Linked DNA regions of Triticum aestivum: region 2 is linked to region 1. A link is a contact called in public HiCAR-type data. All regions are on one chromosome and are shown on one strand. Each heading gives the region's core, a stretch centred on a gene start, on an enhancer-like site or on the middle of the called end of the contact. The rest is flanking DNA. Distances are from core to core; before and after follow the strand shown. Region 1 holds the start of LOC123138487 (serine/threonine-protein kinase RIPK). Region 2 holds the start of LOC123138489 (isoleucine--tRNA ligase, chloroplastic/mitochondrial).

What was found. HiCAR-type assays count read pairs that join an accessible place to other places.
Region 2: a contact with region 1 is called in a HiCAR-type map of leaf, with 6 times the contacts expected there. The contact joins the promoter of LOC123138489 here to the promoter of LOC123138487 in region 1. A contact is called at or near these places in 1 of 5 Hi-C or Micro-C datasets (leaf) and 1 of 1 datasets of contacts at active chromatin or transcription factors (leaf).

Annotation. Positions count from the first base shown.
Region 1 is chr6B:649,185,018-649,188,197 of IWGSC CS RefSeq v2.1, forward strand. LOC123138487 (serine/threonine-protein kinase RIPK) reads right to left here and starts at 1,598. Exons shown (of 3, transcript XM_044558465.1): 1 at 912-1,598; 2 at 684-820. The coding sequence starts at 1,473.
Region 2 is chr6B:649,483,672-649,486,851 of IWGSC CS RefSeq v2.1, forward strand. LOC123138489 (isoleucine--tRNA ligase, chloroplastic/mitochondrial) reads left to right here and starts at 1,600. Exons shown (of 22, transcript XM_044558466.1): 1 at 1,600-1,860; 2 at 1,935-2,103; 3 at 3,180. The coding sequence starts at 1,837.

The DNA of each region.
Region 1 (3,180 bases), core at 348-2,847:
CTGTTGTGTGTATTTGACATTTGTACTACGTGGTTATCTTATCTGGGGTGTCAAGTAAAGTGGCTGGGTTAGGTTATCATACTAGATGTATACTAGGTGTAGGTGTGGTTGATTTAAACATGTTCGACTATGTTGGCCAGCTCCTGCTACAGTTTGTGCGTTCTAGCTGGTGCTAATATAGCTAGGAGAATTAATTAAGAACACGAAGAGGCCAATTTTGTATTATCCTCAAGGGCACGTTTCCTACCTCCTCTCAATGACAGGGACATTGATGCTTGTCTGATTCCGTCCGAGGCATAGCCAATTGAGACAATTCAACCGGGAAAAAAGATTACTGGTTCCACGCATATTCAAATTGTGGTTGTTAGTGGCTAACAGTAATTAAGTACTACCAATAGAGATTAAGTCCATGGCTTTGCCCGTTCAACGGATCAAAGTCTCCGAGACATCATCATTAGAGAAATATAAACCGACAGAGATCGGCCAACTAGCAGGTTTTAAAACGTGCTGGCACGTACGCGCGCAGAAATGGGATACGGAGACGGTCGTCATATCAAATCGTATATGCTGGGGGGCGCCGACGAACTAGTCGTGCGTGCGTGTACACGGGAAATGGAGGTATGAACGTGAACGGGATATGATATGCCCGCCGGAGTTGGTAGGGATGGCGGAGTGCTACTCACCGATTCGAGCAGGATGTTGGAGGCCTTGAAGTCCCTGTAGATGACCGGCGTCTCCGCCTCGTGCAGGAACGCCAGCCCCTTGGCCGCCCCCACCGCGATCTTCAGCCTCGTCGCCCACGGCAAGCTCGCCAGCAGATCTGCAAAACCATCCCAGATCAGTAACCATGTCGGCGTGATCAATCATCGAAGAATTGTGTGGTGCGTGCGTGAATGGATGCTGGCGCTTACTCTTGAAGAGGTGGTGCTCGAGGCTGCCCCGGGCCATGTACTCGTAGACGAGCATGCGGTGGTGCTCCTGGTAGCAGTAGCCGACGAGCTTCACCAGGTGCGGGTGGCTGAGCTGCATGCCGAGGTAGACCACCTCGGCGAGCCACTCGCGGTGGCCCTGCGGGCCCTCGGCGTCCAGGTACTTGACGGCCACGTGCTGCGGCTGCATCCCCGGCACCACCTTGTCGTCGAGGAAGCCCTTGTAGACCGGCCCGAACCCGCCCTCCCCGATGAAGTGGCTGCCGGAGAAGTTGCGCGTGGCGGCCCGCAGCTCGGCGACGGTGAACGCGTGCATCCCCGACGAGGCCAGCGTGCGGGACAGGTCGTCGAAGGAGAGCGTCCGCAGCCGCGCCGTCGCGCTCGGCGCCCGCCGCATCGACTTCTTCTTGCCCTTCCTGGTGGGCGGCCTCGACGGCGCCGTGGCCTTGGCCGTGGCCGTGGTCGCCTCGTCGCCGTCCGCCACCGCCGCCGGGTCCGTGGCGCCGCCGCGCGGGTGGAAGCAGCCCATCAGGAACGCCCTCATGGTGCCGATGGAGGTCGAGTGGTTCCTTCCTTGGCGATCGAGTGAAACGAACTGATTCCTTTCGTTCTTGGAATGGGGATCGGGAATGGAATGGATGACGGGTTGACAAGATGGGTCGAGGTGCGGTGTGGAGGGTGGGTGGGGCGCGTGCGCGTATATATAGCGAGGTGCTGGGTTGGTCGGATGGCGCCATGGATGGATCGGGTCGTGGTCACGGGGGAGGTAGCCCAGGCGGAGGCGCGGGCGGGTGTAAACGGAACGGTCCGATGGTTTGACCTGGCCGGAGCAACGCGGCGCGGTAAAACGAATCTGCGTGGTTTGCGCGGCCGGTGACGTTGATGATAGGTTGATGGTGATTTTGCTCCGGCGAGTTGGGCATTGTGTGCCGGCTTGGGTTAAAGGTGAATGCGACTAGCTCGCTAGCTGTAGGAAAAAATGATCCGGAATGCAGCTGGCTGCTGGCCGGCGCCTGACGTGTGTACGTATGACAATGACGCGTGTGGACTCTAGCTCATGTAGTACTTGTCTGTGCAAGTATACTGTAGCTCATGTAGTACTTGTCTGTGCAAGTATACTGCAGTTTCGTGGTCGAAATATGTACAACCGGCCAGTACTATGACAAGGATATGGATGTACGTACGTACGTGTCGCGCTGTGATGCACACTGTAGCCAATTTTACCACCTGCTACTATTGTTTTGCTGGTAGCATTTCTTTTCCATCACTGCATCTTCGGATGGCTGGTGAGGTAACTGGCAACGTCAGTTCAACGGAGCAGTTGAGGAACGAATACATTTAGCTAGCATTTGAGATGGAGAAATTAACAGTTTAATACGAGTACTTTGAGGATGATGATGATGGAAGAAGCTGCCCGCGTTGTTACGTGTCGCTGTCAGGGTGCGCGCGGGTGGGAACTCTCGCGGGTGCCTCTCGCTTTTGGAAAGGAAGCGTTTGGCCGGCTACATACGAGTACTATGCTAAGGTGTTTTGCTATGGTAGCTATAGCTCTGCTCTGCATCCTCGTCTCATGGCCATTGTAAGATGGCGACGCACCCACCCACCATTCTCAAGAGGCTTCTCTCACTGACGTCTGACAAGACCAGTTCGCGCCCGCGTACGTCCGTACGTAGGAACGCTTCTGCTCTTAATTAATTCTCAACGACTACCGGGATTCACTTTGGCTCCTGGGTGCATATCCTCCCTAATAAACAGTAAATTCAAAATAAATAGTAAATAAAATTAAAAAAATTCTGATTTTTTTCACAGATGTTCTTGTTAGTGCAACAAATGTGATTGCTAATTTTCATGCGAAATGGGATGACGGTGCTTCGTCGGTGAAAAAAACAAAAATAAGTGTAATATTTGGAGGTAATATTTATCGTTCGACTTGATTTTTTGTTTGCACAGATCAAAATACTTAAGCTTTCCTACTAAAAATTTACAGGTAGCGTTTCTGGTGTGACAATGATCACATGATCACATCTATTTTTTTTCAAAACTTTTTGACATTTGAAAATTAACATTTTTGACGGGCTCCCAAGAGCCGAATTGGATTTTCGTTAAAGTTGTAAATGCTAAAATTGAGATACTTGTTTTGGGGATGGAGAAAGTAGTGTGTATGGTTCTGTTGAAACTTGGCTGTCCTAGGTTCAACTGATTAGCCTTAGTAGGAGGCGGCGGCTTTAGCTCGCTAGCTCTTCTATCGTTT
Region 2 (3,180 bases), core at 350-2,849, 300 kb after region 1:
CCCTCCATTCAAAAAAATATGTGGGGTCATCACCTCCATCTAAAAAGGAAAAAAATATTTTAAAAAATTCCCCACCTCCATCTAAAAATAATATTTCAAAAGTCTTTTCACCACGGCCGACCAGTTTGTGCCACATGGCATAGCCACTTGACCGCCCTTCACGCGACGCTTAATGGGTATAAAATTAATAGGGTGCTACTCCTCGAGACGCACACGAGCTGGCATCCCAAGGAGAGCAAGTCAAGGATGAGAGAGATGACATCATTTAGATGAGCGATAACAAAGTCACATCTAGATGCGTCCAAACGGATTCGTAAGTTTGAGGGTTCCATTAGAGATGCATTGACACCCAACAAATCTCAAGTCTCACACGTCCTTAACCTCAAGAGAGCAACTGGACACACCATGGACACCTACATTGACTTGTTTGTAGGATATCCTTCTGCTAGACATGTCACACTACTTGTACGTATGTGCAACATGAGCTCCATCAGTTCCGAGGGCGACGTGGTGTAGTTTAGCGTTCTCGATATGCCGTGCTAGGACCAAGCCGCAGTTTTCTTTTTACCGAATTGACTTATAATTTACTTCTACCGTAGCAGAACATATGCTAGTAACTAATTCTGACAAGTTTGAATTTGCGTGGAGCCTGCGTAATGCTAATTCCTACTCTCGTGATGCATTGCAGAAGTATATAACAGGACACTTGGCACGCAAGTAAGTGTTTTTCTATATATAGTAACAGGGTACAAGGTAAAAGTCTTTCCACTGATTTGAGAGATTGAAACCTTGACCGAACATCCAGCTCGTGAGGAAGATGGCTCCGGTTTCAGGTAAAAATTCTCTGGCGTTCTGTTTCCTCCCGTCTCAGTGATCCATTCCCACATCACATACTCTACTACTACCTTCGATTTAGTTCATCATTAGTGACACTTCGTGCCTCGCCATGTTCCCAATAAAGTAAAGTAAGGGGGTATTTGTTTCCAGGGATTTTTTGGTGTAGGGACTAGAAAAAGTCCCTAGCAAACCAAACAGGATGGGACTTTTTTGGGACTTTTTGTTAAAAATCCTTAGAAACACCTCCTTGAGAGTCTTTTTCAAAAAGTCCCAGGAACTAGAAAAAGTCCTAGAACTAGAGAAACAAACACCACCTAAAGAGTTACGGGTCCAGCGCGCCGCCATGAACATGCATGGAGATTGGCCATAGCAAACGTGAAGCAGAATCTCTTTTAAACCATGAGTGAATGAGAGGTCCCGGTTTTGAAACTTCAAAACCTTTTTAATTTCTGTTTGGGGGTAGCAAAGTTCTGTTTTAACCGACTTAAGTTGTGCATGAGCCAGCCTATGCTGCTTCTTGTTTGTACTGTATGTATTTCTTTGAGAGGTTCTTCTTGCTCTTCTCCAGACTGCTGCCTTCTCAAAAAAACAAAACTATTTTCTAGTGAAAAAAAAACTATTCGCAGCCTGTCCATTTACTGGGCCGAGTGGACCTTTACAGCGCGGCCTAGCCCAGTACCTCCCTCCTCACAAAGTGGCCCAACAACCATGATGACGCCCTCTCCTCACGAACGAATGGCCCAACCATGAGGGGCCCACACTGCAGCCTCACCGGCCTCCGCGAACGAGCCAACCCCCTCCACGCCGCTCTTCTCCGGTTCAGGCTCTCCCCTCCTCCCCTCTCCCCTCTCTCGCCAATCCCCTTATCCCCCGATGCCGCCATTGTCGCGCCCATAGCAGAACCCACCTCGCCGTCGACCGGCCGGGCGGGGGCCTCTACCCTACGGAACCAGTGCGAGCTCGCCAGCTCGCTCGCTCGTCTCGCGGCGCCGGCGTCGGATGGACGCCGCCTCCTGCTGTCGCGTAAGCGCGCCCCCCCTTCCTTGTACCGCCGAACCTCCTAGAGGCACTCCTCACGAACCCCCGCTCTTCCGCAGGTCTTCTCGACGCAGAGATGCCGCTTCCCGCTGCGCAGGCTGGGGGCGGCGCCGGTGGCGGCGCGGCGGCCGTTCAGCAGCGAGCTGAGCAAGCTCTTCGCCCCGTCGTCGTCGGCCTCGAAGCGCCGGTCCCGGGGGCCCGTCATGGCCGCGAAGAAGGCCGCGGAGGGTGAGCCGTCTCTTGCTCGCGTCATTAGGGGGTTCAGGGTGGGGGTTTTCGGTTAGGGGAATCGGTGACCATCTGTTTGGTGTTGCAATGGGGCGTCGGTTTTTTGAGGTGGAGTGCTCGCGAGTTGCATTCGGTGCTAAGGACTAGGGACACAAGCAGTAGTAGGATTAGACGAATGAGTTTGAGTGCAGTTTCCTGAGCTTCGGATCGATTGCTGATGAGGGTTTTGAGTGAAATTTGCCCGTAGTCGGAACTGACGGGGTGTTCACTTGATGGATGCGTGTAACTCGAGCTTAATCTAGTCGATTTAGCTTGATAGATGTTGCTCTTTGATAAACGTCATTCTTGTTCGTGCTCATTATGCATGCTGGGTCATTTCATTGTCATTAGGTCATCATGTATGCAATTTTTATTTAATAATGTGTCTATGCCTTCATCACAATTTGTCACCATGTTCTCTTTTTGGTCTGTACAAGACTTCCATCAATATAAGCTTTTTGCATCTGGTGTCTCGGTATCAAAGCAATCTTGGTTTTCATTTTGTGAATAACTAGAAGAACACGGCGAACTTATTTTAGATGTTGGATGGTGGAAGCAGTGCTCAAACGGTGGTGATTGTGCTTGTGATGATGCAAGTCTATTGAGATTATATGCTATATATACCCAGAATATGGGAATTTGATGATTTAAGGAATAATTTTGCTATTCTTAGAAGTTCAGAGTTAAAAGCTAGAAAAACAATCCATGTTTAATATACCTGAGTGCAGTCATAGAGATAAAAGTACCTTCCATTGAGTCACAGTAAGACACCTCATTACTCGCATGTGTTTAAACCTACTGATCTTAATGGTATATAGGTAGTCTTTTTTTGCGGGAAACAGTATAGGTAGTCTGATTTGGCATGTTTCAAAATGAAAATCTCTTAATGATATAAGTGTTTTGATCTGGAACATTTGAAATTGAAATTAGCAGTTAATCGATGTTTGACAGGTTGAGTCTCGTTTTAGTCATTGGTCCTCCTTGGGGTATTAGAACACAGAGGTACCTGGAACTGATAGCTTGTCGGTTTTTCCTAGG